Linked DNA regions of Mus musculus: regions 2, 3, 4, 5, 6 and 7 are each linked to region 1. Evidence: chromatin contacts called from public HiChIP or PLAC-seq and promoter capture Hi-C data. All regions are on one chromosome and are shown on one strand. Each heading gives the region's core, a stretch centred on a gene start, on an enhancer-like site or on the middle of the called end of the contact. The rest is flanking DNA. Distances are from core to core; before and after follow the strand shown.

Region 1 (2,700 bases), core at 42-2,541:
AGACCATACCTTACAGAGACTCCGTTATAAAACTGAATCTCCTGATTTTAGACTCTGGGTGGAAACTCTAAAGTTATGTCCCTCAGTTTTTAGGCATGATCAAATGTCAGTGCTCCCTATCTTGTCACTCTCACTTGGCACTGCCTTTAACTCATAACGGGAAAGATTATTTCTTCCATTTGTCTCCATTATTCCTCCTTAAAAAACCACCACATACAACGGACCCAACAGAATCCTGTATACTGGCTGATGGCCAGTTGCATCATTTAACTCCAGTCTCACCATGCCAGCCCACGCGTGAAACACAATCTACATTTCCACCAGATAAATAACAGCCCGCACTGCTTCTGGGAAGAACACACACAAAAGGCAGGGCTGCTCTACCTGCAAGACCCTTGAAATGGCCAAAGCACAGCACGGTTCTGGGAAATAGATACAAGGGCAGATTTGAGTCTATGAGGAAGTAACAATACTGGATGGATATGGTCCCTTGGCTTCAAAAATGTGGATCAACACAGGATATAATAATAATAATAATAATAATGTTCAGAGAAGCACGTGGGCATGCACGTGAGGCTGGAAGGTCCAGGCAACAGGTTAGTCAACCAGCATCTTCACTGACAAGTCGCCTTCCCCGGGTCGTGGGTGTGCCCGACGCTCACGCAGGCACAGATTCTAACGATCTCTCTAACAACCCGCTCCTACTCCCAGACCCGCCAGGGTAGAGCTGACGGATCTCTTCGCGGTTTACCCCAAAACTTTGCGAACCCCGAGGGTCCCCATTTCCGCGTTTGTCAGGTTTGCACAGTCGGCGTCTCAGTGTGGACGCGCGGCTGCTGAGGAACGCGGGCTTCTCCCGCTTCAAATTCCTAAAAGGAAACCGGCAGCGTCGCACTGGAGTCCAGTCACTTGTCCCTCGGCACCCCTCTCTCCAGCGCCCCCCTCTCACCCCCCCCCACCCCCACCCCAGAGCGCCAGGCCCGGGAACTGACCCTCCTCAGCCCCCGTCCCCGCCCCCGGAACCAGCGGCCGAGGGGCGTGGAGCGGCGCGCGCGGGTCCGGCGGGGAGGGGGAGCGCGTCCCCGCGCCCCGGGCCCGCGCAGCAGGTGCGGCCAGGCCCCAACTCTCACGAGCGGTCCGGGCGACTCACCCCGACGATGTCCCTCAGCGACCTAGAAGCCGCCACACACGTCTCTTCCGCCAGCAGCGACCCCGCCTCGTGGCCACCGCCCCCTCGACCGCCGCCGTCGCCGCCTTCCTCGCCGCCGCCGTCGCGGCGCGCGCCCGCTTTCACGCACACCGCCGTGGCCGCGCACGCGCTCTGCGCGCTGGCGTCACTTAGCAACGGCTCAACCGTGGGCCAGTAGAACCCAGGACGCCAGGGCCCCAGGTCGCCTCAGGCGGGGGTCTTGCGGCGTGTTTCCCCAGGTCGGAGCCACTGCCCCTCCAGTACTGGGCCCTGAGGGTGTGGCCGCCCTGCCGACACCTGGCTCAGGGTGAGGCACGTCATCACACGTCACTGAATAGCGTCATCGGTCGCGTCACTGCGTAAGGGGACGAGCCGGAGCGCCGGTTGGAGAAAGCCTCGTCTTTCTGCACTTAGTCGCTTGCCTGATGGACAGTCAGCTACGTGCGAGAAGTTGGACGAGGAGAATGGGCCAAGAGAGGCATTACCAGCATGAAGGTGCTACGAGGCCAGGCCTGAAATACCACGACTCAGTTTCCTCCTTCTGTCAGTGGGAAGACGGATACCCGACTTGCCTGCGCTAGAAAGGTGTCAACTTAGGACGAAATAATGCATGCGAGGCTGCGGGCGAACTGATCTCATTCGAACTCCTTATTTCAAGACCCTGACAGAAAGCCCGGACATAAGTCCTCGACACTCCAGGACTACCAAGTGTAACGTATAAAGCCCATTAGACTCCATCTTTCACATAAGAAGCAGGCACTGTGAACTTTGAAGCCGTAGAAATTGGGTTGTAGGTCTTTCCTGGCCGAAACTGGAGAGTCGTCACTCTTGAAAGTTACTTACCTGGGTGTGTGGGTTTGAAGATGGAAGACTTAATTCCAAGCAAAGACGACTTAAATGGGCAGTGAAAATGAACAGACACAGCAAGGGTTAGGGCTGGGCCAGTGAAGGATCAGAGCCACAACCTAGACTCTGGCGGTGGGGATGGAAACGCGGAGGCCAGCTCTGAGCGGGGGAATGAATAGGTAGGCCAGGTTTCTAGCGTGGTTGCTGAGACAGGTGGGAGTAACATTTAGCAAGACGGAAAGAAAGCTGCCTTTGTGTGTCAGTTACTAAATGGTAGTGACATTCCTTACGGATGACATGGTAGAACGATGGAATGTGGATACGTTGGTTGGGGAAACATTCTCCGCTCTCATCTTCCATGTGGAACGATATCCATCAATTTAATACATCTACTTTCCGATACACGTGTCCCCAATTTATTTGTCCTTGGAGAATTGACTTCGGGATTGGTACATTTAAAAAAACAAAGGGAGCCGGGCGGTGGTGGCGCATGCCTTTAATCCCAGCACTCTGGAGGCAGAGGCAGGTGGATTTCTGAGTTTGAGGCCAGCCTGGTCTACAGAGTGAGTTCCAGGACAGCCAGAGCTATACAGAGAAACCCTGTCTCAGAAAAACCAAAAAAATAAAAAGGGGGGGGGGGCAAACTGAAGTGGGAGATCTTTGAA
Region 2 (2,700 bases), core at 28-2,527, 760 kb before region 1:
AGTCCAGGTGAATAGTTTTGGACCATAGCTATCTGAAACTGCAGGGATTGAAACCAGGCATAGAAATGGATCACTGTATTGGTCAGAGTTGTTCAACAACTTTGCTTCTTCATGTCTCTCTCTGTCACCGTGCAGATTAATTTTGGCCACTCAGGGGGTGTCCCAAAGCTCCAGGTGAGCCTTGACCTTTCACCTGAAGGTGCCACCGCTCCTAGGCCTCACTCCCAACTCTCTTCTTCCACCTCCTACCCCCCCCCACCTTGTATGTGGGGGATGAGGAAGATAAGAACCACCAGCTTCAATTAAAACCGAGTCGCTTGAACAATAATGGAAAAGTAATTGAGCTAAATTGAAATGTAATTGGAAAAAAAAAAAAGTCTTGGCTTACCATGGCTTTCAAAATCAGGCTGGGGGCAGGGACCTATCCACTCTCCTGCCCTCAGATCTTCTTAAGTTGTGGGGTTCCTTTGGGGGCACCATTAAGACTCCTCCCCCTCCCCGCTCTGGCTCCCAGGCTCCTCCCTTCTGCTCTCTGTCTAGCTACTCAGCAAAGCTTCTCAGTGAGGGCCATCTGTGCACACCTGGGTTTATCACATCTGACTCTGCCCACAGGCAACTTTGGCTATCATGAGTGGGGTTGAAGAAGCCAGGGCGCCTTATGTATCAAGGAAAGCCCTATAAGACCTGCGGAGACTCAGACCCTGTTTGCCCGTATCCTCAACTAGTTAGAGGCTGTAATCCCTCTGATCAGCACCAAGAAGGCATCAAGGCCAAGACCACTGTGATCTGCATCGAGAAGTGTGTAGGGCTGCGGGGGGGGGAGGGGGGAGGGGGCGTGGCTCAATTTGTAAATTATGCAAGGACTTTTGTTCTAGTCCCAGAAGCCACAGAAAAAGCCAGGTATAGTGATGCTTGGATGGATCCCCAGTGCTGAGAATCTGGTGACAGGCTCCCTGGGGACCAAGAAGTCCCAGGTGCCAGTGAGAGATCCTGTCTCAAAGCACAGGGATGGGATCCTGGGGAGACCATTCAGCGGTTGTGTCCTGAGACTTCTCAGAGCCAAGAATCCAACACCTCAGGAAGTTCAGCTGTGCCTCATGCAAAGGAATCCTCTCAGCTGGGCTGGGCTGGGCTGGGCTGGGCTGGGCTGGGCTGGGCTGGGCTGGGCTAGGCTGGGCTGGGCTGGGTGGTGGTTTGCCCCCACCCCCACGGTGAAATAGCACTAGAGGTTCTCTGCGAGTAGAGTAGAGTAGTTGGTTGCTCCCTGCCAGGCAACCTAGCAAATAGCCTGGGGGAGGGGCCATCTTATACAGAAATCCTGAGACAGGGCTCCATTCATGCAGTTACAGGAAATGGCTCTCGTGTCTGATGGGCACAGCTTTCCAGGTGTAGCCAGTTGGGTAAGGTGTGCCCCCACTGCTGTGAATAAGCCCTCACCTAGGCTCTGTAAGGAAGCCCAATCAATTCGTTGATTCTTTGGAGTGAACGTTGGTTCACTCTGAATCGTGTCTCAGTTTGTCACTGGGACCTTGGAAGAGGGGCAGGCATTACTTGACTGCTCTTGAGGAAGACCCTAGCTCACTTCCCAACACCTACAAGGTGAATCACAACTGCCTGTAACTCCTCCTCTAGGGGATCCAGTGACCTCTTCCAGGCTCTGTAGTGTATGTAAAAAAACGTGTGTGTGTGTGTGTGTGTGTGTGTGTGTGTGTGTGTGTGTGTGCACACACGTGTGTGTGCCCGCGCACGCACACTGCACAAGCCCAAGTGTGTATATTTGCTTCTGTACCCATGAACCTTTGCGCACACAGCAACAGAAGTGGCACTTCTGGTCTTGTAGCCACATCCTATGATGCACGCCACCTCCCTCAAGGGGCTCACCCTACCACACCCCTAGGCCTTCCCCCTCTCCTCCCACACTTTCTCCTCCATCTCCTATTATCTCCAGAAGGCTGGTCGGAGAGAGAAGAGTCAACAGGGCGGCCTTTTAAAACCTGTCCACTCATCATCCAAAACACTTCAGATACTGGTCCTCAGAGAGTCCGTCTCAAAGCCAGAGTGATTGCATCCTAGCACAGGGTAGACTGAGCATCCTTAGAAGTGGCCCATAAGTAGGGACAGACCCAGGACAGACACATCAGGGCTAAAGCCATCGTGCCTTCTGGCCTCTGCTACAGCTATCATGCTTAAGACTGAGGAAGGAGGATCATCTCTGTGTCCTCAGACTCTCTTGGTACTGTCCGCACTTGAACTTGACCCCCTTCCGCCTTCCCATCTTCCCCATCTCTCCCTTCCCATCTCCTTCTCCAGGCTCCAGAGTGTGACTCCAGTAAGAGGGTGGGGACTTGAGGGGAGGATGTGAGCGGGGGAGGGGAAGGAGGGCCTGTTTGGGCATCCGATAAACTCCGAGAGTCAGCTGGCGTGAAATGAAGAAATACGGCTCTCAGTAAATATTTATTTTCTATCAGAAATTAGCAAACCAAATGTAATTAAAAACAACTGTGTATGTCCTTCTCCACTCCCACCCCCCAGCCCCGAGCCTAGTAAATGACATCTCGGAATACAAAGTCTTAAAGAGTGTGTCCTAATTAGCAGGCTGTCCGCTGCTGTGGTGTTGCCTCTCAGAGACGCCCAGGGAGCTGCTGATGCCTAGGGTGAACCCAGGTCCCCAAGGCTTATGCAGGGCCTCTAGCTGACAGA
Region 3 (2,700 bases), core at 71-2,570, 740 kb before region 1:
CTCTGACAGGGTTCTTAGAGCATATGTACATTGTAAGTGGGCTGCAGAGAGGGACTGGCCATCTTTATTTGTATAGTTTTAATATATATTATATACACACACATATATACACACACACATACATATACATATATATGTATATATGTATGTATGTAGAAAGAGAGAGAGGGAGAGCGAGGGAGGGAAAGAGAGAGATATTCCTTTTTATTTATGTGCATGTATGCACACACACATCTGTGGAGGCCACAACAGAGCACAGGAGCCACTAGAACCAGGGTGACAGGTCACTATAAACTGCCTGACACGGTGCCAGGAACCAAACGCAGGGATCTCTGAGAACAGCAAGTGCCCTTGACCTCTGAGCCATCTCTTGTAGCTTTGTTTATTTATCTATATATTCATTTATTCATTCATTGATTTTAGGAGAGAGGTGGGCACATGCCATAGTGTGTGTGTGGTCACAGGATAACGAGTAGGTGGGAGTCAGCTTCTTCTTCTACCATGTGGATTCTGGGGACTGAACTTGCTATCAGAAACTATTACTGGGCCATCCTGAAGGCTCATGCATGTGTGGCTTTAAATTATATTTATTATTATTATTATTATTATTATTATTATTATTATTATTATTGTGTGTGTAGCTCAGGGATAGACAGCTGGCTTGCCAGTAGATCCCTAGGTTTTTCCTGTCTTGGTCCCCATCTCCCCAGCCCCGTCAGGTTACAGGTGTGATCTGCCACTCAGCTTTCCCTTGGGCCCTGAGGATCTGAATTCAGGGCCTCACGCTTGAGCAGTAAACACTTCACCCTCTGAGCCAGCTCTCCGGCTCCTTTATCTGGATGTCTTGTGCACTGGGTAAAGCCAACCATCCCAGCCAGATTTTCCCTAACACTGATGCTAGGCACAGCTAAATAAATCAACACTGGGACACAGAACGATTTAGTTAAAAGACATCGATGTGGGTGGGTGGGTGGGGGAGCTACTTGGCTATGGCGAATAGAATTAGAGTAAGAGTTGGGGGCACTAGCCTAGGGGCGGTGAACCCATCTGTGCAGCCTTGGGGGATCTGGAACCCCAGGAGCTCTGAGGGGCACGGGGAGAAGAGCGGATTGCAGCTTTAGTGTAAGGCACCCAGTTGCGGTCATTGTCCACTGGCTGTCTCTTTCAGCCCATCTTGTGGCACAAGAGACCTGGCTCTGCAGGAAAGGAAATCCATCTTCAGAGGCTCCCGGTGGCTGGCATTTCCATGGCGTTGCCCACAGACAAAGCTGCACCATCTGTGATGCCAGATAGACAGACAGCTGCCCCCTCCCCCCTGTTGTGGGGCGAGTCACCAAATGTTACCTGCCTTGGATGAAAGGGAGTTGGCTGGGACCAAGGAGAGCTGACGAGACACAAAGTTTAGGGACAGCTGGTGTCCAGAGCTGCCAGGCACCGTGGGGAGGGGGGGTTATATAGCAGCACCAGGCCTGGGGGACACTGGGGGACACGCTAACAGCTCAAAGCCAGCGGGACCTCAACAGTCAAGGATGGGTACCTAAGAGGGTAGCTACTTGTCCTAGCCAAGCAGGAAATGGCCACTCTGGCTTCAGCGTGGCCCAGACCCAATGCTTTTCAGAGGCCTTACAAGCCCCCAACTGCAAAACAAATATGAGTTTTAGCTCGTGCTGAGACCCTGTTTCAGAAACAATTTTTAAAAAAAGATTTATTCATTTTTATTTTATGTGTATGAGTGTTGGTCTGCATGTATATAAGTGTGTATACAAGAGTGTCTGGTGTCAAAGGAGATCAGACAAGGGCATCAGATGCCCCCAAACAGGATTACAAACCATTTTGAGATGTCATGTGGGCACTAGGAATTGAACCCAGGTCCCCTTCAAGAACAGCAACTATTGTTTTGACTGCCAGGCTGTCTCTTTAGTGAAATCAATGAGCTCCAGGTTCAGTGAAAGACACTTTCTCAGAAACTTAACATTGGCCAGATATGGTATTGCATGTCTATAATCCTAGCACACAGAAGGCAAAGGCAGGCAGATCGAAAGACCCTCAAAGCAAAACAAAACAAAACGTAAATAAGGTGGAGTCTGACCGAGGAACAATGTCTGAGGTTGACCTCTGAACTCCACAGGCAGGGGCACATATACAGACTAGAAAATTCGCAGAGCCCCCCTCCCATGTGTGCACATAAAAATGAAAAAATAAGGGTCTGGCGAGATGGCTCAGCGGTTAGGAGCACTGACTGCTCTTCCAGAGGTCCTGAGTTCAATTCCCAGCAACCCCAGGGTGGCTCATGACCATCTGTAATGGGAACCGATGCCCCTAAATAAATATTTTTTAAAAAATGAAAAAGCAATAAAGGACAGCTACCTTCAGTGGGGTAGTGAGGGATTCCCCCAGGAGACCCAAGTGAAGGAATTAATAATTGTCCAGGCCAGGGACCACTCTGAGCAAAGCCCACAGAAGCAGGGATGTGCCCTTATTCAAGCCAGGCACTGGGGTGCCAGCGTCAGGTGGTAACAATTAAGGTCAGAGATGGGTAGAACTGTGCCTGGCATGGGAGACCTGAGGATGGTGACAGAAAGGGTCAGAGGGTCCTGAGCCAAGAAGTAGTGTGACCTGGGATGGAGTCTCTCCACAGCTGGAGGATTCTGTCAGTGGGCAGGATGCCTTTCGCCTCTGGAACAGACCATTCCTGTCCCA
Region 4 (2,700 bases), core at 15-2,514, 820 kb before region 1:
GATCCCAGAGCTGTGTGTGGGTCACAGACCCCCCCCCCCTTTTTTTTTTAAGAACAGTTTTCTTTATTCTGTTTTGATTGAGTCAGGGTCTTGCTATGTGGCCCAGGCTGGATTTGAACCTTCCATGCTCTTGCCTCGGCCTCCTGAATGCTGGGATTACAGGGATATGTCGAGCTTGCAGACTGTTGGGTTTTTCTTTTCCATTTGAACTGGTCTGTACGGGCTGCTCTGGACAGCTGCTCCAATCGCCGGGGTCACCCGTGTCTCCTTATGCGGACTCATCTCTGTGGGTCCTTGGTCTGTTTCAAAAGCCCGAGCTTTCCGAAGCTAATCACAATTGATATTTGTGCACCTCCTGTGAAACCTACGGAGCCCCTCGGGTGTGTCCAGCAGTTTTGAGGCGCTCATATAAACATGCTGCCTGTGCTCGAACTGCTGAGGAGGAGGAGGAAGGGGAGAGTCAAGCATAAAGTAGCTGGGCCCACTCATCTAACAGAGGCCCAGAGACCAAATGCTCCTACTCAGATGGGCAAAGCAGTCTCTGGATTCACATTCAGGTCAGTGGAGACCTGAGGTTTCTGGCTCTGTGTAAAACTGACCAGAGGGCTGGGATGTGGCTCAGTTGGTTGAGGGTTTGCCTAGCAAGCAGGAGACCCAGAGTTTGATCATCAGCACCTAGTGATTTGGGTCTGGTGGCACATGCCTGTAATCCCAGCACTCAGGAGGTGGAGGCAGGAGGATCAGAAGTTCAAGGGCATCCTCCGATACATAGAAACTGTGAAGCCAGCCTGGTCCATATAAAAGACTGTCTTAAAAAAAACACAATGCAACAATAACACCCCCCCAAACCAACCAACCAACCAACCAACCAACCAACCAACCAACCAAAAAAACCACAGCCCAAGTCTGACCAAAGTCAGGCCACTGTGGGGCCAACCTTCAGCTATTATTCTCCATATTATTACTGAGGCCAGATTTCACGGGGAGCTCCTTTGATCCCACTCTTTGAGTGGGGAGGAGCTCTTTCCGCCATATATTGGAATTGGCCCCACTACTCCAGTCTTGGGGCGTCCCACATCCTGAGAACCTCAGTGGATCAAAACGGGCGAGTTAAAAGTGAAACCGTACAGCTTTTTCGGCACAGTTCCCTCTGCCTCTTGAGGAAAGCGACGCTGTATTCACGGGAGCTTTTAAATCACTGGGAACAGTGCCGAGCGCTTTCATGGCTTTTCCTCTGTGACCGAGGCCCTCCGTGCAAAGCGCTATTATTAGCCCGGCCTTCGAAGAAGTAATTAAACGCATTATTCCATGCACAACGAGAGCATGCATCTGTGTGGCAGCCTGGGACGCGAGGCTGCCGAGTTTCCAGTGGGGAAGGCTTGGGATTGACTCTCAGGGCTCAGTCGGGTAAGAGGGAAGGCCTTGAAGCTCCTAGAGGCTGCACGGGGTAGTTTGCTTTGGGGTTTGAGGCTGCAGACAGGAGCTCACAGGAGAGATATAAGAATACAGATATGGGGGCTGGGCGTGGTGGCGCACGCCTTTAATCCCAGCATTTAGGAGGCAGAGGCAGGCGGATTTCTGAGTTCGAGGCCAACCTGGTCTACAGAGTGAGTTCCAGGATAGCCAGGGCTACACAGAGAAACCCTGTCTCGAAAAACCAAAAAAAAAAAAAAAAAAAAAAAGAATAGAGATATTTTGGCCAGGCCAATCACAGCAGGAGTTGGGAATAGGTCAGGTTCCTAGGTGAATACCGATTAGGGGCGGAGTTATGTGTGGATAGGCGGGGACATCTAGGGCTAGGCGGGGCCAGGCTGGAGTTGGGCGGGGCTGGGCAGGGTAGAAAGGAATTGGTTTAAATACTTGATCAGGCAAGTGACCCCAAAGCAAATCGAATCATCAGCCATAGGTGACTCTGTTCTGCATGAAAAGGAACCGAGTCTTCCGTCCAAGTTGTTCCCTAGCCTCTTTGGTTTGATTTACTCAACAGACCGGAGCCATCTGCTTGCCTCCCTGGCCACCAGGGCCTTGGAGCAGGTCCCACTGTATCAGCTGGACACGCAGGGCTGAGGAGGGAGCCCGGGTTCCCGTCCTCAGCACACTGTCACTAGCCCGTGACCTTGGACCGATTTCCAGGCACCGGAAGATTTACAAAGTGCCTATTTAAATTAAAATATGTATGCAATGTGGGATATTGCATACACAGTTTTAAAATAAGTCCTTGCTTATCCAAAATTCGAATCTGACTGCTCATTCTGTTTTATCTGGCAGCGGGGCTTTGGATAAGTTCCTTAACTTCTCAACTGCCAAGTAGGGGTGTGTGTGTGTGTGTGTGTGTGTGTGTGTGTGTGACACCAGACCCTCCTTCCAAGGTGGCAGTGGGCACTGAAGTAGTTAAAAATTTGAATCACAGACGGGGTGATAATAAGCACCTGGCTCAGAGGACTGGAGAGCATGCCACAGCAGTGGAGGCATTGTTGATGTTATTTTTGGTATCTCTTTTAAAACACTTTTATATTTATTCTGTGTGTGTGTGTGTGAGAGAGAGAGAGAGAGAGAGAGAGAGAGAGAGAGAGAGAGAGAGAGAGAGAGAGTAGTGGGGTGGGGAGCAAGTGGTGGCCAGAGGAGAGGAACAGTCTCTTGCTCTATCAGTCTGACCTATTCTCTTGAGACACGGTCTCCTTGAACTTAGAGCTATGCTGG
Region 5 (2,700 bases), core at 117-2,616, 720 kb before region 1:
GAGTGCAGCACCGGGTCTGTTAATACAGCTGTGGGGTCAAACCCAGGGGTTCGTGCTCACTCAGTTCTCCTAAGTGAGCTACATCCTCAGAACCCTTTTCGTGATTTCCATTGCTTCTCCAGACTTGTGGTTAATATCTTTGCTCTAGTACCCAATTCACTAATTTTCTCTTTGGCTGTCTCTGAGGTATTAAAACCATCTTTAAAAAAAAAGACACTACTGCTTTTATTTCTATGATTTCTGTTTGCTTTTTCCCTGTACCAAACTGATCAAGACCTAAGGCAAGGTCCTGCTTTCTCCTGGGAGTTGGTACCCTGCTGTGACCCTGGGGACAGGCTTCGCAGGCAGGAGCTCTTGGGCATCCACTTCAGTTTAGTCCTGAACTGACCTGTAGCCCTGCTGTGGTTTGGATCACGGTATCCCCGAAAGGTTCCTGTGTTCAAGGCTTTGAGGAGATGGACCACTGATGGGTTCCGATGTGCTGGCATGGAGATTGTGAAAACCGGAAAGTGGGAACTGGTTTGAAGAAGTTTGTCACAGTAGGGGCATGCTTTGGGAGAGTTGTGAGATGCTGAGGTAAAAGTCGTCAACCTTCTCTGGCATTTTGTCCCCACAGCAATGGGAACACTGCCTCTCTCGGACTTCAGCCTTACTGCTCTGTGTATGTAGCCGGCTCTACCTCCTGCTGAGCTGTGCACAGCCTCAGACTCCTCAGCTTATGATCACTGCTGTTGTCACCCAGGCGGGGGGGGGGGGGAATCCTTAAACCCTCTCAATTAATTTGCTATTAGTTGACTTAAAATCCCACTAACTTGAGACGTCACATGGCTGGGCTGTCAGCGGTGTCTCCCGCTAGTTTTATCACAGACTGTCACCTGACAGTTTTAAAACTGTCCCACCCAACCCCCAGCAAATGTTCTCTTCCCCTGTCCAGCAAAGAACAGTTGCTTTTCTCTGTCTCTCCCATACTCCAGGGAAAGGTGACTTTTAACTCTCTTCTCATTCTCAGAGGGGCCTTTTATGTCCTTGTAATTAACTTTGGGACTAATCGTCTTTCTTATCCATAACTTTTCCTTAGACCTAAAGAGACCAGAACACTCCGGGGGCCCAAAGAGAACAACACCTTCGCATCAGAAATTCGGAACACAAAGTCTGTGACTACCCTGAGGACTACTTGGCTTCCATCTGTCTGTCCATTCTGCCCCACCCCTGCCACTCCCTACATAAGCATTCACCACCTACCTGGTGGACATCCTCCTTTTTATTTTCCAAACAGGGTTTCCAATGGCCCAGGCTGGCCTTACTTTGAACTCCAGACCGGTCTGACTCCATCTCCAAAGTGCTGGGACAACAGGTGTGCATCACGACACCTTATTTTGCAACAATGTAGAGTGCATACCAGACAGCTGCTCCTGCTGCTGGGGCACACCCCTAGCCCTCTGCCTTTTCCAGCTTGCTAGCTCTAGATCACTCCTTCTCCCTGACCAATAATTTGACCTAAAGTCACTAGGTTACTTGAATGGCAGCAAAGAACTTGGGATAATGGCTTCCCCCCATTCTGCATAGATTTCCATGGTATCTCAGGCCATGGCATGCCCACACCCTTGCTTCTTGTTTGGACTGATGGGATCTGTGTCCACTCAGTTCTCCATCCTGACCTTGGCCTGGTTTGTAGGCCCCACCCTTGCTCCCCTGATGGATAGGTTCCTAGCTGCATCCTTGACGCCCAGTGCTGTGTTTGGAACATGACAGATGCTCGCTGTCACGATAAGGAAGCAAGCAGGAAAGGAGGCATCTGGGGAGAAGTTATCTCAATATCAGAAGTGGGATTAATGGGACATACTGGGAATGATGAGAGAGACCCCTATGGCCAGTACACAGAGCAGTAGGGCTGAAGTCCGAGGGAGGCAGTGTGTAGGGGTAAGTGGGGCCAGGATACAGAAAGTCTGCAGTCGCACCCCCAGGGGCTTAAGCAAAGCTGATAAACAATGGGGAGCCACTGGCTGGTGCTAAGGGGGACGGGAGGAGGTAACAGAGCAGACTCGAGGGTGTTCATTCCAACGGGATGAAGGGAATGGGCAAGCAAAGAGCCTGGGAGATCAATTCCATCTCCCTCAGTGGTATCAGGACCAGGGAAAGGGCTGAGGCTCTGAGCTAGGTGGGCCTATGGAGAGGAGACCACACAGAAAGCCAGAGTCTGGCCAGCCAGCTATGGGGGAAATGGGGGCAGAGCCAAAAATGTAAGCTTGTTTGACAGGGTGAACGATGAAGCCAGTGATGGAAACAGGAAGACAGAGGGTGCTTACCCAACACGCCTAGCATGAACCAGACCTGGGATCCATCCCTGGCACTGCATAAACCAGACGTGCGTTACGCAAAGCTTGCATCTGGAGTGTCAGCAGTATGCAAGTCCAAGCAGGAAGGTCAAAGTTCAAAGTTATCCTTAGCTAGGCAGCAATTTGAGGCTCTGTTTGGGTTACATGGGGCCCCGTCACCCAGCCATGACCACCAGTGGGGACATACGGGATTCGTGCACAGATGGTGGGTATAGCCTGGCAACCTCCTCACTAGACTCACCAGCCACCTCCCTGCCATCCCGTGTGACACACAGATTCACAGAAATGGCAGCTGCACAGTCTTCAATGCCAAAGAAACCTTTGAGCGTGATCGAGCCGTCACGGAGGGAGGCTTTAGGTGGAA
Region 6 (2,700 bases), core at 188-2,687, 720 kb after region 1:
CTCAGCTTCCTCGGGAGGCTGTGTTCTCTGTTGTAAGGAAAGGCCTTCTAAAAGTGGTCAATCAAGTTGGGGAGCTCAAATTTTACTTTGGCTGGGGTAGTTTGGGGCAGCTACAGAAAACAAAACAAAACCACGGAACACAGGCATAAGGGCAAGGGACTCTTGAGCAAGCTTGGTGATGGCAGGCCTGAGAACTAGTGACATGGGGAGGAGGCGCCTAGAGTAGATGTAAGCGTCCACTTGAGTTGCTGCCTACAAGGAATGGAGAGTTAGGGAGGAAAAAAAGGGGGGTGGGGTGGGAAACATCTAGCCAAAGGAACAGGGTAGAGTGGCCAGAGTTCCCCGGCCACTTCTATATGAGATGTGGGTGCAGGTGGCTCAAACAGGAAGTCAACTTTGCTTGTAGGGTACAGAACACTTCTCAAAAGCCTGTAGATAGAAGTATGGCTGGGCCTTCCCCAATTCAGCAGACTGCGTTCGCGCTTGTGGCGCGGGTGGGCTGTGGGGAGGAGAGTGAAGCTGTGGGCCGCCTGTACACCAACCAGTCTGAAGAGGGCGCTAGTTACCCCCGCCAAACACTCCTCACCCTCGCCCTGGCTCTCTCTGTTCATGCATCGGGTTGGTTTTGGTTTAGGCACGGTTTTACCCAGTGGGTGTTCCTAGGAAGTTGTTTTCCTGCCTGGTTTTGCTGTTCCAGGCAGGTGCTGATCTGCGGCAGGGGGCTGAGCGGCAGGACTGGCTTTGGATGCCAGGCCAGGCCGACACGTGGAGGCGTGAGGCAGATGCCCTTTAGAAAAGTAATCAGGCCCTTCCCGGACTTTCCAGGATCAATTCTTGGCAGGAGGTGTGGGGTTTGAAAGATAATTATCCGGAATTGACCAGGAAGCTGTGTGCCAGGGCACTTCTCATGACCGGGGTGGCTGGCCTTCAGGACTTAACCATGCAAGCCATTTATCACACTGACACAGGTGCGGTACCAGGCGTGTGCCAGCTCCATTTGTAGCATACCGGATGCTCTTGACTCTTGACACTTGATGTGGTAGGCCGAGAGAGGCCATCCTCAGTCCAGGACTCCGAGGGAGCAAATCTTTACCTCGGAACTTGTCTATGTCGCTGGCATTAGTAAGGTCCGCCTCGGGGACAAAAGCCTGGTGGTGGTGAGGTCCCCTAGGAGCTAGCGTTTGGCTGCTGGGCACCATGCCAGTAAGAGCCCGGCGTCCTGCGGGGCCTAGGAGAGCATGACAGGCAGGTGTGGGGACCCAGGAACAGCTAGAGGATGCTCCAGCTGAGCATCTCCGGGCTGTGTGCGATCTGAGCATCCCTTGGGCGCGCGCGGGGCCGGGGTCAGGGGGCGCGCGGGAGAGGGAGGAGCCGCACAGGGTCGGCGTTCACAGGGCCGGGAAAGTGAAAGGGCGGCCGCTCCAGGAAGTCGACGGCAGGAAGCACGCGACGCGGGCTGCGGAGCGCAGGTAGGCGCGGGGACAACGGAGGACCCTCCCCAGCGGCGCTCACCTGCCAGCCGCCACGCACCTGCCGTGGGCCCCGCTTCGGCCTCTCCGCCGTTTGTCTCCCTCTGCTGTGTGGCTGGAGAGCCGGGGACAAACCAAGCGCTTTTCCTAGAGTGGGACGTCTTTGAAGTAAGGGCTCCTAGAGTGGCCTTGAGAGACAGTGCGGGGGCGATCCGGTGCTGGTGACGTTGAATTCCCGGGGAAAGTGGAAGCAAAAGGTTCCCTGAGACCCGGGGGCTGGGGTCGCCTAGCTGTGATGCTGGGTCCCCTCCCGGCCCCAGGCCGCGAGTGACAGCTGTGAGAAGACGCCTGCCGGAGACCCAGCGCTTTGTCTGCTGCCGCTCGTAGGGGACGTGGGCGTGCCTGTAGCCTTCACCACCCGGCCAAGCGGCTGTAGGACCTGGGAGGAGGAGCCGGCTCGCAAAGCCCTTGGGAAAGCTCTCAGCCAGCACCCTGGGCTCCGGTTGTTTGTTTGCTAAAAGAACTGCTTCCCGGAGCCCGGGCTCTGTGGCCAACGCAGTGACAGCCACCGTCTGGGCGGTAATAAAGGGTTTAAACCACCGGAAAAGTCCCCCAGCTCCGCGCACTTAGGGTCCACCCAAGGATCTTGGTGGCCCGCAGGTAAAGATTTGCATTTGAACGGAAGACCCTCCCCTTGCTCTTGGTTTAAATTCTTAAGGTGCTTTTTCCTGGTCTTTAGAGCTCTCTGCACCTGCCTGCCTCCCTACCTGCCTTCTCGCCCTGGAACTTAAATTGCGTGAAGTTGGGCGAGTTGGTAAATATATTATTCGGCTTTACACAGAATTCCCTCTTTTGGGGGTCCTGTTTGCACCCTGAGTTCCTGGGAGTATTGTTACAGGTCTGGTTCGGTGGAGAACACCCGGGGTGCGTTGTTTGCTGTGAGTGGGCTAAGAGCTATGGTGGATAGAATTCTGACTCCTTGTATTTAAGCTCAGGACAAGTGAAAATAACAGTTTCTGTTTATCTCCCACGGCCAATGGAGCCTTTAAACGCTTAGAAAGGGCTCGATTAGAGGAGTTAGTGTTTGTCTTGGTTTAAAACAAAACTCTTGAAGCTTTTGGAGGGAGTTTGGTTCCCAGGTTTGCCCTTTTATAAAGTGCCATCATTTTGACAGGTTGCCTTAGGCTGCCTTGATGTTGCCTGTGTGCTAAAGACTGGAAAACCCCCCTTG
Region 7 (2,746 bases), core at 8-2,507, 780 kb before region 1:
TTGCTTATTTTATTTATCTATTGTTTTGTGGATTTTTATCATTTACATTCTGAATGCCTGGGCCCTGAGGAATTCGGATGGAGTGGCTTGAGAAATGAGGGGAACCCCCAGATCAGAGATAAGTGGGAGCTTTGAAGAATTTCTTAGGAAAAAAACAAAACAAAACAAAATAAAACAAAACAAAAAATCCAGCCTCAGGGCCGGTCCCTGGCTGAGGTGGCGGAGGTGGTCCCTTGTCAGTTGTTTGGGAGTGGAAGATGCTATGCAAACCTGCCGCCTGCCCCATAGCCGCCCCATGTCTGCCTGGCCTGGTTGGTACTGGTCCCAGGCCAGGTCAAAGCCAAACACACTGCCTTGCTCAGTCTGAGAGCCCCATCGGGGGACAAGGGGGAGGGGATGATTCGCAACTTGGGCCCCCTGCGTGCTAGAGCCAGGCTGTGCAGGCGGAGGGGAGGGGGCGGCCGCCCAACTCCACCTCCGTGAGGTTGGCGGGTAGGTTTCCATGGAAACAGCAGCTCCCAGCATCTCCAGAGATTTGGGGGAAAACTGGCTCTAAAGAAGAAAAAAAATCACCATCTTCGTTTCGGGGTGGGGAGGGACAGCCCAGCTTGAAGGAGAGAGAGGGTGAGGGGCCGAGGAGGGGACAGCAGGTTGGAGCTTTGCAGGCCCACTCTGGCTGTCAGGGCCTCCAACCCCTCAGGCCTGGAATAAGGGCAACAGAATCTCAGCTCGAAGAGATGAGGACCTTTCTCTCCACCCACTCAGAGCCGCGGTCCCCGTGCCCCTCCCCCCGCAGCGCCCCTGCCCATCCTCCAGTCCTCCACACACTGTCCCCGCTTACTGCCTGGGGGGAAGGGGGGCGGGGATGAGAAGGAGACACAGGCGTGGGGACTCTTGCTGGGGAGTTAATCAAAGTGTCTGCAACTTCTCCTGTTCCTGTCCCCTCCCTGGGGAGAGTCGGGAGGGGTGGTGGGGACCGATCTGCCAGAGACTGATGGAGGGGCAAGCCAGACCTGCTAGCCCTGAGGCATGCGCAGACATGAAATCAACAGGAGCTCTCGCCTTTTAAAATGACTTTTCCTGCAGTTTCCTCTTTGGACGGGGGAACCCGATTTCTACCAAGAATCTCCCCCAAATTCCTGGTTCTGGGGGAACGGATCATCCTTGATCTTACCACATTCATAGGATTGCACACTAATAGCTCCTCATTCATTCATTCATTCATTCATTCTTCCATCTTCTCTGTCATCCATTCATTCATCTGACAGTGATTAACTGTGTTTATTTTATGCCAGGCACAGGCCTCCTTGCTGATGACACAGACAGGTTTGGAGGAAGAAGTGGGTGGTAGTGAGACTCACAAAAATTCCCAAACCTTATATATCTCGTACTTTGGTTAGAGACACAGGATAACAAGTAAGGAAAACACAGTTTTGAGTATAACGAAATATTTGAAGGGGGAAAATAAGAAACAGAGAAACTGGTGACAGTTAACAATTTTTAAAAGGCTCTTCCGAGTTCCTTCTGGAAAGACAATCTCTACTGGCAGGCCAGCAGGGGGCGATGGAGGGAACTGATTAGAACAGAGCCCGGGCTGCACAGAAAAGCAAAGGCCCTGAGGGTAGGGGTTGCCCAATATTGTAAAGGGGTAGCCAGGAGACCAGCAGGCATGAGATATAAGATAGTGGGCACGTGGGTGGTGGGACAGATGTTCCAAGTGTCTCCTGTATACTCAGACTACCCTGGACGAAAGTAGAAGCCTGCCTGTTCTATGACCTCATTTAGTTCTCTGGGTCCCCTTTTCTGTTCGTAGACGGACTCTGAGAACTCCATTTGAGTATGTCCATGAAGCACAATCCAGAGGGACCCGACCCAGGGCCACATAGTCAGGTCTCAACCTTGCTCCTTCTTCCCACCCTTGGGGGAGGGGACGGGGCGCGTGATGCCACGCGGGGAAGGGGGGACAGCAGGGGCGTGATGCCACCCTTGGGGGGGGGGAGGGCATGTGATACCAACCTCTGTGGTGCGTGTGAATGCGTGTGTGTAATTAAGGTGCTAACTTAACAGGCGGCTATCACTTCCTGGTGTGAAATAAACCGTTCAATAATTAGTTGACAAAGATGAACTTGTCCAGAGCTGTGCTGGGGGTGGTGGCGGGTGGGAGTGGGGCAGCCAGATCCTCTGCAGGAAAAATGAGAAGTGAGGGTCGCGGTTTTGAGAGGAGGTGAGAGGTGTGGCGCCCAGATTGCAAGGAGCCCACGGACACCTGGTGGCCACTGCTGGGATTCACGGTGCTGATTCCTCAGTAACTGTGTTCCAAATTGAGTCTTGAGAAAGGAGGAAATTGATCCCAAGGTATCTGCAGGGTGGGGGCCAGGAGAAAGAGAGAAACGGGGGAGGGGGCTCTGGGGACAGAGATGACAAAGAGGGTCACAGAAAGGGGTGTTGGGATCAAAACCAGTTGTAGGGAGACCAAGCTGGATTTGGGGTAGATGACCTGAAGTTCTGTGTTGTTGAGATGGGTCCCTTCCCTTCTCTGGGCCAGTTTGTGCTCCTGTAAATGGTCTCCAGAGTTCTTTGTACAACTGATAATGCTGTTGCTCCTAACTTCAAGATGGAGCCTTAAGCCCTGCAGTGGTGGTGCACACCTTTAATCCCAGCAGTTGGGAGGCAGAGGCAGGCAGATTTCTGAGTTTGAGGCCAGCCTGGTCTACAGGTCTACGGAGTGAGTTCTAGGACAGCCAGG

Evidence for each region. Promoter capture Hi-C pulls out the DNA fragments that hold promoters and counts their contacts. HiChIP or PLAC-seq counts read pairs in DNA pulled down with a chosen protein or histone mark.
Region 2: an H3K27ac HiChIP or PLAC-seq map of embryonic stem cells shows a contact between it and region 1, with 3 times the contacts expected there. The contact joins the enhancer-like site here to the promoter of Btbd9 in region 1. A contact is called at or near these places in 2 of 39 promoter capture datasets (the 3T3-L1 cell line and HPC-7-derived erythroid cells), 6 of 115 datasets of contacts at active chromatin or transcription factors (the NIH/3T3 cell line, embryonic forebrain, embryonic stem cells and 2 more) and 1 of 9 other capture datasets (embryonic stem cells).
Region 3: a promoter capture Hi-C map of hippocampal neurons shows a contact between it and region 1, with 3 times the contacts expected there. The contact joins the enhancer-like site here to the promoter of Btbd9 in region 1. A contact is called at or near these places in 4 of 39 promoter capture datasets (the 3T3-L1 cell line, HPC-7-derived erythroid cells, embryonic stem cells and 1 more), 3 of 115 datasets of contacts at active chromatin or transcription factors (T-cell acute lymphoblastic leukemia, embryonic forebrain and large pre-B cells) and 1 of 9 other capture datasets (embryonic stem cells).
Region 4: an H3K4me3 HiChIP or PLAC-seq map of forebrain shows a contact between it and region 1, with 5 times the contacts expected there. The contact joins the enhancer-like site here to the promoter of Btbd9 in region 1. A contact is called at or near these places in 5 of 39 promoter capture datasets (the 3T3-L1 cell line, cranial neural crest, embryonic stem cells and 2 more), 12 of 115 datasets of contacts at active chromatin or transcription factors (the 230-238 cell line, differentiating embryonic stem cells, double positive thymocytes and 7 more) and 2 of 9 other capture datasets (adipose tissue and embryonic stem cells).
Region 5: a contact with region 1 is called in an H3K27ac HiChIP or PLAC-seq map of embryonic stem cells, with 11 times the contacts expected there. The contact joins the enhancer-like site here to the promoter of Btbd9 in region 1. A contact is called at or near these places in 3 of 39 promoter capture datasets (the HPC-7 cell line, HPC-7-derived erythroid cells and cranial neural crest), 7 of 115 datasets of contacts at active chromatin or transcription factors (differentiating embryonic stem cells, embryonic forebrain, embryonic stem cells and 3 more) and 1 of 9 other capture datasets (embryonic stem cells).
Region 6: a contact with region 1 is called in an H3K4me3 HiChIP or PLAC-seq map of bone marrow-derived macrophages, with 3 times the contacts expected there. The contact joins the promoter of Slc37a1 here to the promoter of Btbd9 in region 1. A contact is called at or near these places in 3 of 39 promoter capture datasets (the HPC-7 cell line, hippocampal neurons and liver), 2 of 115 datasets of contacts at active chromatin or transcription factors (bone marrow-derived macrophages and stem cell-derived neural progenitor cells) and 2 of 9 other capture datasets (adipose tissue and pancreatic islet).
Region 7: a promoter capture Hi-C map of hippocampal neurons shows a contact between it and region 1, with 5 times the contacts expected there. The contact joins the enhancer-like site here to the promoter of Btbd9 in region 1. A contact is called at or near these places in 7 of 39 promoter capture datasets (the 3T3-L1 cell line, the C10 cell line, cranial neural crest and 4 more), 1 of 484 Hi-C or Micro-C datasets (embryonic stem cells) and 4 of 115 datasets of contacts at active chromatin or transcription factors (the NIH/3T3 cell line, embryonic forebrain, forebrain and 1 more).

What each region holds. Positions count from the first base shown.
Region 1 is chr17:30,574,996-30,577,695 of GRCm38.p6, forward strand. Btbd9 (BTB (POZ) domain containing 9) reads right to left here and starts at 1,292. Exons shown (of 11, transcript NM_027060.1): 1 at 1,151-1,292.
Region 2 is chr17:29,812,349-29,815,048 of GRCm38.p6, forward strand. No RefSeq gene overlaps it. Among named protein-coding and RNA genes, the nearest start is that of Mdga1, 75 kb to the right of the region's middle. Within about 2 kb of position 1,278, at least 15 of the 459 cell types and tissues checked have an H3K27ac peak or open chromatin away from gene starts, as enhancers often do. A contact at or near this core is called in embryonic stem cells, where this site is marked.
Region 3 is chr17:29,833,626-29,836,325 of GRCm38.p6, forward strand. The region is part of intron 14 of Mdga1 (MAM domain containing glycosylphosphatidylinositol anchor 1); the gene reads right to left. Among named protein-coding and RNA genes, the nearest start is that of Mdga1, 54 kb to the right of the region's middle. Within about 2 kb of position 1,321, at least 6 of the 459 cell types and tissues checked have an H3K27ac peak or open chromatin away from gene starts, as enhancers often do. A contact at or near this core is called in hippocampal neurons, where this site is marked.
Region 4 is chr17:29,758,852-29,761,551 of GRCm38.p6, forward strand. No RefSeq gene overlaps it. Among named protein-coding and RNA genes, the nearest start is that of Ccdc167, 43 kb to the left of the region's middle. Within about 2 kb of position 1,265, at least 25 of the 459 cell types and tissues checked have an H3K27ac peak or open chromatin away from gene starts, as enhancers often do. A contact at or near this core is called in forebrain, where this site is marked.
Region 5 is chr17:29,853,720-29,856,419 of GRCm38.p6, forward strand. All of the region lies in intron 2 of Mdga1 (MAM domain containing glycosylphosphatidylinositol anchor 1), which reads right to left. Among named protein-coding and RNA genes, the nearest start is that of Mdga1, 34 kb to the right of the region's middle. Within about 2 kb of position 1,367, at least 12 of the 459 cell types and tissues checked have an H3K27ac peak or open chromatin away from gene starts, as enhancers often do. A contact at or near this core is called in embryonic stem cells, where this site is marked.
Region 6 is chr17:31,294,787-31,297,486 of GRCm38.p6, forward strand. Slc37a1 (solute carrier family 37 (glycerol-3-phosphate transporter), member 1) reads left to right here and starts at 1,438. Exons shown (of 20, transcript NM_001242427.1): 1 at 1,438-2,129. It overlaps Gm30139 (a long non-coding RNA gene), which reads right to left and starts at 75. Exons shown (of 3, transcript XR_001782201.2): 1 at 1-75.
Region 7 is chr17:29,794,729-29,797,474 of GRCm38.p6, forward strand. No RefSeq gene overlaps it. Among named protein-coding and RNA genes, the nearest start is that of Ccdc167, 79 kb to the left of the region's middle. Within about 2 kb of position 1,258, at least 65 of the 459 cell types and tissues checked have an H3K27ac peak or open chromatin away from gene starts, as enhancers often do. A contact at or near this core is called in embryonic forebrain, embryonic stem cells, forebrain and 1 more, where this site is marked.